Linked DNA regions of Gossypium hirsutum: regions 1 and 3 are each linked to region 2. Evidence: chromatin contacts called from public Hi-C data. All regions are on one chromosome and are shown on one strand. The core of a region is the stretch at or near the end of the contact, and the rest is flanking DNA. Distances in the headings are between cores, read along the strand shown. Region 1 holds the start of LOC107955312 (peroxisome biogenesis protein 16). Region 2 holds the start of LOC107952909 (spastin). Region 3 holds the start of LOC107955326 (peroxisomal membrane protein 11C).

Evidence for each region. A called contact is a pair of places that touch in the nucleus more often than the background predicts.
Region 1: a contact with region 2 is called in a Hi-C map of leaf, with 1.9 times the contacts expected there. The contact joins the promoter of LOC107955312 here to the promoter of LOC107952909 in region 2. A contact is called at or near these places in 2 of 34 Hi-C or Micro-C datasets (both in leaf).
Region 3: a Hi-C map of leaf shows a contact between it and region 2, with 2.4 times the contacts expected there. The contact joins the promoter of LOC107955326 here to the promoter of LOC107952909 in region 2. A contact is called at or near these places in 3 of 34 Hi-C or Micro-C datasets (all in leaf).

The regions. Positions count from the first base shown.
Region 1 is chrA07:34,376,886-34,380,814 of Gossypium_hirsutum_v2.1, reverse strand. It overlaps LOC107955312 (peroxisome biogenesis protein 16), which reads left to right and starts at 1,916. Exons shown (of 8, transcript XM_016891048.2): 1 at 1,916-2,544; 2 at 3,232-3,289; 3 at 3,628-3,841. The coding sequence starts at 2,476.
Region 2 is chrA07:34,975,523-34,979,319 of Gossypium_hirsutum_v2.1, reverse strand. It overlaps LOC107952909 (spastin), which reads left to right and starts at 1,252. Exons shown (of 14, transcript XM_016888114.2): 1 at 1,252-1,496; 2 at 1,586-1,889; 3 at 1,986-2,077; 4 at 2,177-2,196; 5 at 2,348-2,576; 6 at 2,686-2,781; 7 at 2,874-2,989; 8 at 3,127-3,207. The coding sequence starts at 1,588.
Region 3 is chrA07:34,089,777-34,093,424 of Gossypium_hirsutum_v2.1, reverse strand. It overlaps LOC107955326 (peroxisomal membrane protein 11C), which reads left to right and starts at 2,276. Exons shown (of 8, transcript XM_016891069.2): 1 at 2,276-2,682; 2 at 3,640-3,648.

The DNA of each region.
Region 1 (3,929 bases), core at 667-3,166, 600 kb after region 2:
CTTGGGTTGCTTTCCCTTCGTTAAAGGCATTCATTATTCTGAGTTTCAATTTCCGGTTTGATGGTCACTCGAGAAGGCTTTGGTGGGTGGCGTGTGCTGCAGCTCTTTGGTCCATTTGGCTTGCCCGCAATGCTGCAATCTTTGAGAAGAAATTTTGTTCCATTGATGCAGTAATCTTTCTCACTGAAGTCAGGCCGCTTTTCTGGATTAAAGCTATCAAAGATGATCTTATCTTTTGTTGAAACAGTTTGGTGGATTCACCTTTTGCTTGTGACAGTATTCAGAAAGGAAAATTTACTGCTGATGGAATGTGTTGGTCACTACCTACCGCAGGTTTTTTGAAGTGTAACGTTGAAGGTTGTCCTGGCCAGGCGGGTTGTGGGGGTGCTCAGAAATGATCTCGGTGATGTCTTGGCTATGTTCTCGGATCCCATTGGCTCTGCAACGCCAATTGTTGCTGACCTTATTACTATTAAAATGGCACTTTCCCTCTTTATTCAGTCGTCCCGATTAAGAGGTAAGGGCTTGATCATTGAGTCCGACTCAGCTTTTGCGGTTTCTTGGTGTAAGAAGAAAGATGATCGGCCCTGGAAACTTTGGGGTTAATTTGATGAGATTGATTGCTTTGTTTCGAAAATTGGGTGTGTTTACTTTCAACATGTAAACAGGGATCGTAACTCAATGGCTGACTCTATTGCCAAAGATGGGGTCGATAGGTCTATGTTGTTTAATGCGTGGTGGTAGTACGCATCTTTGTTATGTTATCATGTTGGAACATATTTGGGGTCACCTTGATGTTCCAAGGTTCCAGTTTCGATTATTATATCACCTGGCTTGGGCCATTGGGAAGGGAAGGCAGCTCGTGTGGGTCTATTAACAGCAGCGATGGCGCATGGTTCTACAAGAATCGACAGTGCTGTGATGTTTAAAGCTTGGATTTAGTATATTTTTTATTTTCTGCTTTAGTTTTGGTGATTGTTGTTATGGGTTTTGTAAAGGTTCTCTTTGCTGTTATTTTGTGTTGTTTTCTACCAACTATGTGAGCATTTTGTTAATCTGACTCCATCAATAAAAGTCTTTGATTTATGCTTAGCAAATAAATAAATAAACAATAAAAATTATAATTTATAATTTAGTCATTAAATTATTTAAAAGTTTTTATTTAAGTTGTCGAGCTATTTAAAATTTTTTATTTAAGTCACTGGATTATTACATTTTTTTTTAATTTCGTCAGTGAATTCTAGAACGATTTGACGATTGGTACAATGGATCAATAGTCATCGGCGAGGAGAAAAATAATTTTTAAATCCAAGTCGATTTGAAGGTCAATGTCGAAGATTGTAAAAAAAAGCTATTTGAATTTTAATTATCAAATTTACGATGTCTAATACCGTTTCATGAAAATAAAATTGGACTATAAAAGTGGAGGGAGAAGAGAACTTTTGATTGATGCAAGCAATGCAAATAGAAAAAGTCATATTGCATCGATTTTAACGGTACAATGACTTAAATAAAAAAAATTTTAATAGTTTAATGATCAAATTATAATTTTTTTTAGTTAAGTAGCCAAAACAAAAATTTACATATAGCTTAATGACTAGTGGTGTAATTCACTATTATTTTATTCACAATTATATGATAAAATATACCATATAAAATAACAAAGCATAGAATTATTATAAATGTATTATAATCTGCCATTGAAATTATTAGATTTTACAAGTGAGGTTAATGGGTTAATAAATATTTTATAAGATATATTAAAATATTAAATATTTTAAAAATTGACAATTTTTTTAAAATTATGTACTACCAAATATTTTCGTATTATATCAAAATTTATAATATCTTAAATAATATTGTGATAAAGAAAATAATAGATATAAATAAGATGGGCAATCGCCTAATTAATGGTATTACGATGATGGCAATGTTCTCTTTAATGTGTATATATTTTGGACATTAACGAGATTCATGACTTTGTGAAAGTCAATAACTCGTTCGGGTGCACACAAAACCGATATCCTGTCATCTCCCTCTTTCTGTCTTTTCTGAGTTTCTCCTTTTTATGATCCTCTGTTTTTTCATTACCTCAATGGTCTACCGCTAAAGCTCGTGGTCTCCCACATCATTTCGAAACCGAATTCAGTGATCCAACAAAATCCAATCATTAACTCTCGAGGCTCAGCACCCAATTTTAGTAACAAAGAGGCACACCTCGTAGCCCTCGCACTTTCCCCATCTCCAACTTATCCTCAACATTCTTCCATTTTCCTCTGCGGAATTGAGTCAACGGTTGAATTGAAAAAAAAAAAGGTTTATTGATTGGGTATTTGCGAATCTGGGTTTCTTCCTAATTTCCAAAATTTTGATAAGATTGAGCATGAATTGGCTTGAGAGTGGTTCCGCGAGCTAGGGTTTCGAAACTTTTGAATTGGATTTTTTTTTATTAACTGATAAAGTTTGTGCGAATCAATGGAGGCTTATAAGACATGGGTTAGGAGGAACAAAGACTACGTACACTCTTTGGAGTCTCTTGCCAATGTAAGCTTTTATCTTCTTTCCCCCCCTTTCTATAATTACATAATGTCAACTTTTTTTTTCCTTGCTTCGGAAGGTTAATTTTAATAGCTTTTATATGGTTCTTGGTAAATGACTTATATATATAATGTTAAGGTGCATTGAATTTATCATATATGCTCATACATCCAAATATAAGTGCTTTAAACTGTTTTTCTCCAAAGCTTATTTCTTGTTTGATTGATTTAGAGTGGGTGACTTTCTGGGTTTCACTTATGCTGATATAATTTCTGTCTACTGCCTCTTCCATCTTTCCTTAAAAGTGAAGGAAATCCATTTGCAATTTAAAATGAAATGAAAGAAAAAAAAATTGCCTTTTACATGTGTTTGTTTTTCAGATGTTGGATCTGAAAACACATTCAGTTGAAGAACAAAAATGGAAAGTTATTATATCCGGAAGAGTGAAATTTTAGAGTTTCCAGTTAGCTGCTCCGACTAGATTCTTTTTTATTCTTTACTGTGGATAATATATACCCCAATTCCCGACTTATGTTTTCTTTTTGTATCTATGGACTATGATCTATAGTTTGGTTATTTGGATTATTTGTGTGCATGCTTGGGAATGTGGGCAACATTTTGTGAATGATTTTTCACTGTGTTGTGAAATTTGAGTGTTGCTATCTTATGCTGTTATTGAAAATGGTTGTGCAGGGATTGACGTGGCTTCTTCCCGAACGGTTCTCCACTTCAGAGATAGGGCCAGAAGCAGGTTTTGTGAAACTTTGGTAACATTGGCTGTTTCTTTATAGCTTAGAAAGTAGAAACTGATAAGATTTCCCCACCCCCAACCCCCACTTGATTCAAAGTAATCATCTAATTGGTTGCTGTTGAGAAAGAAATGAGTTAACGTTTTAAATGGGGTGTTTAATTACTTCCTTTTAGGTTCTAGCTAAATGTAGTGCCCCCGCTCCCTCTCCCCTTCTTAAGTCCCCTGGTTTGTAATGTCAGTGTGAAGAAGATCAAGATATTTCCCAACTTAAGTTGTGTCATCTTTTCATAGACTGAGTTCTTTTTTTTTTTATTGAACTATTTGGTAAATTTATGCAGTAACTGCAATTTTGGGCATAGTCACTGCCGTCAATGAGCATATAATTGATACTACTCCTCGTGAGAGGCATCCTGGCTCTGCTGATCCTTCATCATTCCCTTATGGGTTGTGCATATCTGCACTAAAGGACTTGGAAACTTTGGTCGAAGTTGTTGCTGAGCAATACTATGGTGATAAGAAATGGAATTTCATTGCTGTTACAGAAGCTATCAAGTAAGAAAGCTTCATTATATAATGTGTGACGCTTTAAACACCTAGGCTTTTCCTCCTAATTTTTTTGGCATTATGCCTTTGCCTGATT
Region 2 (3,797 bases), core at 3-2,502:
AAGTTATACTTGAAAATCTAAATGAAATGACTCACCAATTTGTATCAAATTAAAACGATCTTGAAACGTCAATATAACATTCATGCGATTATTATCATATGCATGTGATTACATTACAAATCTAAATCCATACATCAACATGAAAGTGTTATAATATTAAAACGCACACTAATAAGAGTGAAAGAAACAAGTCACTAATACTATTAACTCTTTTTCCAAGATATTGCAACTACCAAAAGGATCACATAGTATATAGTACTATATACACATATCTTTAAACAAAATATGACTCAACGGTCCCCAAAATATTAGATTAAAGTTTTGTATATAACACTATATTAATTATATTTATATAACGTATTTTAATAAAATAAATTTAATGTTAAAACTAAATTTCTATATCAAATTATTAAACAATAAAATGATGTGAATACAATATTAATGCATGTGTTCATATCTATATAAATGAATTATTAATGTATAGAATATATAAAAATTTGTAATACTCTAAACGAATAAAAAATAATATTATGAATTGACATTATGAATAAAATTGTAATGATTTTCAACACATCACTTTAAATAAACTTTATTCACAATAAATCATAATAATAAATTATGCAAAATATAAATACAACTATCAACATGTAAAAGTTTTCTAAAAGGAAACTAAAACATAGAAGGAAAATATTTGTTACATCAATAAAATTTTTAAACTTTATAAGTAAAAAAATTATAAAATATAGTGTAACCTTTAATTTTATGTTATTAGTTAAAAGAGGAAGCAATCCTACATTGTCTAGGAATAAACTGCAAACCTATTCATAATTTTATATATACATATATCTCATATCCTATATTGCTTAAAGAAAAAAAGGAAGTGAGACTTTAGGTCTATATAAAAATCTATTTTATAAGTTTTTTTTCCTCATTAATATGTGGCACAAAAAAGAAAAATTGGTGTTGTCCCTTTTAGAGTTGTAAAAAATAATTACGTGACCTCCAGTATGGAAATGCTTTCTATTAGTTTTAATGAAATTATAATAAATTTTTAGCCCATTTAAACGTTGAAGTGTGTCAGAGTTAAAGGCTGCCTTAAGCCCGGTCAAGTCTAGACAGACCGTCTGCATCTTTAAGGTCCGTCATTTTATTTAAAGTGAGCCGAGAAGTGTACAAATTGGATTGGGTTTTTAAGACCCATCTTTAAGATCAACAGTGAAACGACGTCGCCTGTTGGGCTCAAAGTGTAAAATGCCCATCTTCTTTCTCTCACTGCAGGCTATCTATCCGACGGAATTGAAAGTTTCCGGAGGGAGAACCATCAGAAGAACGCAACTGGTTTCTCTTTTCTGTTTTCCCCCTCTCTCGTTCTCGCCAACTAATTTCGGAAATTTCCTTTTCTTTTGAAAACGATTGCTTCCTTTTTTTTTCCCCTAAAATTTGATCTAAGCGATGAACTTTTTTACTCGGGAAATTCCCCCATTTTATCATAAATGGTTAGCCAAATTGCTCTTCATCTTTAAAATATCTTGATTGCTTTCTTCGAGGATTGATCTATTTCTTCTTTTTCTTTCTGTTTTTGTAGATATGAGTTTCATCAAAGACATAATCGACTCTCTAAGCTCAATCATCTCAACCGATAGCACGCCATATGAATCAACGCAAAACCCTAGTTCTTCCACGTGTCAGAACATGGAGGGAATAGCTGGAAACGAACGCACCGCGTATAAGCTCAAAGGATACTTCGATTTGGCCAAAGGAGAGATCGACAAAGCAGTTCGAGCGGAAGAATGGGGTTTAGTAGACGACGCCCTGATTCACTATAAAAATGCACAGCGAATTCTGATCGAGGCTAGCTCCACTGCCACACCTTCATATATCGGCTCTAGGTATTTCAACAATTATCTTTGCATTTTGCTTTTGCTAATTGCCTGATCATTTGGTGTTGATGGATTATAAATTTGACTCCTCATATTTTGTGATAGTGAACAAGAAAAGGTGAAATCGTATAGGCAAAAGATATCGAAATGGCAAGGTCAAGTATCTGAGAGACTACAGGTTTTAAGTCGCCGATCAGGTTATTAGTAGTGTTCTGAATATTTATCATGTTAAGTGATTTTACAATAATTAAAATACATACTCATTTCGTTTATTATTATTTTTCTATCTTCTTTAGGTAGCACATCCGCGAACAAGGTATGGCTTTCTCAGTCTTATGTTAGTTAAATGTAAACTTAACCATGTTTATTAGATGGCAACTGCGTTATGCGGTTGTTAGTTACTGAGATTGATTATTGTCTTACAGTGTTCCCATTCTTTTATTATATAATGTTATACATATTTGCAGAACACCTTAACTCATGCACAAACTGCTGCAGTTTCACCAAGAGCATCAAATTCTAGGAGAGATGTGTTACAAAAGTCTCCTCGTAACCCGGTGGTGAGAAATCAGGTTGATAAAGTTGGGAGTTCGAAATTTTCTCAAGAATCTGGTAATGGTTATGAGTCGAAGTTGGTTGAAATGATCAATACAGCAATAGTTGATAGAAGCCCTGCTGTTAAATGGGATGATGTTGGTAAGATACTGCATATGTTTTTCCCTTGGTGGTTTTGCTTTCTAATGCTTACCTTTTTCTTTCTTTCTTGCATTGAAGTTATGAACTTACTTCTCCTAGTTGTTTGCAGCTGGCCTAGAAAAGGCTAAGCAAGCACTAATGGAAATGGTTATTCTGCCAACTAGAAGGCGGGACTTGTTCACTGGACTTAGAAGGCCAGCTAGAGGTTGAATCTTACTAGACCATATTCATGAAGATAAGTTTTCCATGCTTGAGGAATTGTTTTAATGAACATTACTGCTGCATTTTGGTTTCTAGGTCTGCTTCTTTTTGGTCCACCTGGTAATGGGAAGACCATGCTTGCCAAAGCAGTTGCATCTGAATCACAGGCAACATTCTTCAATGTTTCTGCATCCTCTCTAACATCTAAATGGGTCTGTCTCTGTCCCTGCTATTATTTCCTGTTCTTGCTTTAAAAAAAGGAAGTATTTAAATGGTGTTAGATATGTTCTTAAAATTTCTTTCCTCATCCATGTGATGCTCTTGGTTATGATCTTTTATAACAAACCAGGTAGGAGAGGGTGAAAAGCTTGTTCGGACTCTCTTCATGGTTGCTATATCCAAACAGCCATCTGTTATTTTCATGGATGAAGTATGTCATTCTCTCCCATCACTCATTGGATTTATATATCCCATAAAACTATTTGCTATTATCTTGTTTTGGAACTGCTTCAAGATTGCACTTGTTGTCGATTTGTTGTTTCATGTGTTTCTGTTACTGCCTCTCAAAACTGGGCAATGCTAAGAGAAACTTGGTTTAAGATTAAGTGATTAGCATTTTAATTCTACTAGGTTTGATTTATTGCTGGTGTCTTGAATATTTTTTTTATTGTTTTTGAGCATTTTTCTGGTAATAAACATCCATAATCTCCAGCTCAAGCTGAGCTTTCAACATATCTGGTATATGGTATGCTGAACTAAAGATGAATTGGTGGATTTGATGTCATGCTCCAAGAAAAAAAGGGTTTAAATGTGAACACGATGGAAAGTAAAACATAATATATCAAAGAGATGACCAAATCCTTCGGGATCATATCTGTAAATTTTTAATGTGATTATGCAATTGTATAAGTGATTGGTGTGCATTATGGGCAGTATGTCCATGTCCAATCTGATTGGCTCTAGGGCATATTTAAAATAAATAAATAAAAACAATTATTGTCTGTTTAGATACGGTGTTGC
Region 3 (3,648 bases), core at 1,027-3,526, 890 kb after region 2:
TAAAAATATTTTTTAAAAGATTTGGCTAAAAAGACCTCTCCAGTCCCTCTCAATTTCAATATTGAGCAAATTGGTCCCTTTTAAAAAAATGGATCAATTCAATCCCTGAAAAATTAGAAAGTGAGCAATTAAGGACAATTAATCATGGAGTTAATGTTTTTATCAATTTTACATAAATTTGATTAGTACAAAAACAAGTTTAGCTCTCATAATGTATACATTCTATCAATTTGGTCTTGATTTAACAAATTTAGCCCATAATATTCTTGTAAGTGTGTAAATATTGAGGCTAAATTTGTTGGTTTTTTTAGAATCAATAACAAATTAACAAAATATTAATTATCGAGGGCTAAATTTGTTATTGTATCAATCAAATTTATGTAAAATTGACAAAAAAACATTAATTTCGTGATTAATTGTCTTTAGTTGCTCACTTTTGAAATTGAAAGGAATTAAATTGCTTTGATTTTTTTGAGATGGACCAATTTGCTCAATATCAAAATTGAGAGGACTGGAGAGGTCTTTTTAGCAAAAAATATTATTTTAAAAAAATATATGAAAAAATAAAACACTTTAAAATTTGAAAATAAAAATAAAATTACTTTTTTAAATATTAAAAAATTCTAAAATTTAATGCTATCTAAATCGGACTGAGCCGATCGGCTAAAAAATCAATTGAGATATGGTCTAGTGAAAGGTAATAAATTGATATAGATTGAGTAAAAAAACCAATTGAGCAAGCAAGTGAACCGATTTTTATAATTTTGCAAATATTTTTAATAATTTATTTACTTTGAACCGGTTGTTTTGGGAACCAATTGGTTTGACCAATTTCAAATTGGTTCAATCGATTTTTAGCTCAATTTAACCAGTCTGTACTAGTTCGCGTTAGCCGCTTTTGTAACTTGCATTGAATCGATACCTCAATCGTTTCTTGATTTGACTAGTCGGTGTGGTCCATTTAGATAAGACTGAATTTTAGAATTTTTCTTTATATTTTTATAATCATTTGTATTTTGTATTTTTTTTAATTTCAAAGAGTTTTTATTTTTCATAAGTTTTTAATTTTTTTTAAAAATTATGTTTTTAATTTTTTATGTTTTTTTTAATATGAAAAAAATTAAATATTGAGGGTTAAAAAATTTATTTTACTTTTGACATTATTAATTTTAATAACAAAATTTAAAGAGAGACCAAGATTTAAAAAAAAAATACATAGACTTATTAAATTTTAATTAAAATATAGGAATTAAATTTTAAAATTTGAAAGAATAGAAACAGGTTTAACATATTTAAACCAGTAACATTAAAATAGATTAAAATGCAGTAACTATTTTAGTTGTTCTAGTAATGAAAGAAGAAGCTAATTAGATGGGTTTTGGGAACTCCAAAACTACAAGCTAATGCTCATAATAGCAACCATTGAGGAGCATTGTATTCATAGGTTACTACCCCACTACAACATTTTGTTATTTTAAATTTAACTCTTATTTTCCTTTATAATTACAATAATTAAATTAAGTTACTGAAATTAATTAATAAATTTAAATTTAAATTTAAATTTTATATTTATATTTATAGCATTGCAGGGATATATAATATAAAATTTATTGAAAAACTAAAAATTAAATTATAAGTATATATATATATATAAATATTTACAAACATCAATAAACTTAAAATGATACTTTGAAACACATTGGAACTAAAATAAATTAAGAGAGAGAAAATTTGCTTGTCTTTTTTTTTATGAATATTGATTTTTGAAAATTCTAAATTTTAAATTAACTTTTAAAATTTAAAATTTATCTATTATGAAATTGAGCTTAGTTTTCCTCAAATATTGATTTTCAAATAGGCTATAAGAACAAGTTACCTCAACACTTAATGCAATCCTCAACCATTTGAGATCAAGTTTAAATGACATTTGGATAAAAAATTGTTATGATATTTACTATTATTGACCCATAATCGGAATGGATCTAAGTTGGACTTTATGTGGTTCGTATATCGAGCACGAATGATATTGAGCGTTCATAAAAGGGACATTTACACTCAGCTGTGAAATTACACATGAGACCGTATAACCATATATTAAATCTAGAGTGAAATACATGTTGACAAACATAAAGCTTACTTAAAAATTACATCAAGGAATAATAATTATATTATATAAATGCGTAGCTCCATCGTCGTAAAGGATACATAAATACTCAACAAAAATCAATCGAAGAGAATTTGGTTTATATTCAAGAAATCCTCATTATAATGCTTCGGAAAAAAATTGTTGAATCAAGAAATTTTGTTAGATTGGGACTTGAATTGGAATATGGTTATAAAAAGAACAAGAAAAAAAAGGGAACAAGTTGTGCAGCTGAGGAATTGGCAATGGGATTGGACCCTTTCCTTCTCTTAGAACAAACTCCAAAGTCAACAATCTAAGAATGTGGATAAGGCCGTATTTCTTGAATTGCGTGATTACCAGTGTTTGCCGTAAATTCAATGGGGTCTTCAAGGATCATAATCCAACGGTTCATAACTCAAAACATTGGAATGAAGAAAGCGGGGGTTTGGTTTGGGAAAGATTGGACCAAACATGCCTCTATCATAGAGATAGAGAACACTAAAAAAGGACACCAAGAGTGAGAGAGACTGAGACCTCCCTTCCCTTTTAAAGGAAAGGTAAAAAGTTCGTGGATTTCGAGGCCAAAATCCGCCACTTCCTTCGCTACCATTCTCTCTTTTCCTTGTGTCTGGTACTTGTACTATAATTCACCAAAACCTTGTTGTTTGGTTCATTCATGTGTGTTTTTGAGATGCCTTTATCTTCTGCTACTATTCTTATGCTTTTAGTTACTACTTGTAAGAAATGTTTGTTTCCATTTTCTATGGTTATTGTTATCTTGTTTGATTTGTTGGTTTCTTCAGGGGTTTTCAATATGGGTGATTTGGATTCATTTGTGAATTTCTTCTTCTTTTCTTTTTTTCTACTTTCCCCTTGGTCTTGGTGATATGATCTGCTTGGTTGACAGGGAAGTGGGCAATTGGGTTGTCGTTTTTGTGAGTATTTTATGAGAGAATTCTAAAACTAAGCTAAACCTTAGGTACTAGACTCAGCTGATTATGTGTCTGTGTGTGTTTGCATATTATTTGTTAAAGATTCAAAGCTAAAAGCTTCCTTATATCATCTTTTGCAAGCAAATAAACATCAGACAGCACAGCCAAATTGTTAGAAGAAATTGATGCTTTGTAGTGCTTTATATTTGATGGTGTTCACTGAATGATATCAAACCAAATGGTAATTTGCTTTTGGATATTCTGTTTTGAGTTCATGGCTTTAAGCTGTTAGAGCCTGCATTCTATTTAGGGATTGCGAATTGTTTATAGGATGATTAAGCCATTTGCTTAGACCTTGATTGTTTAAGCAACAACATACTTGGTAATGATGAGGTTTACACACACACAAAAGAATGATGGGTTCGAGTTTTTGACGTGTACTTTTGTCTTTCATTGAAAGTAAAAGCTCCTCTTCGTTATTAGTGGCTTGCTTAAACTGGCTGATAATGTTGTCTGCGACTAGCTCTTTACATTCGATCTGTGTAAGCTCATGTGAAAATGTAATTATTGTGACTTTTTCAGGTGTCTTTT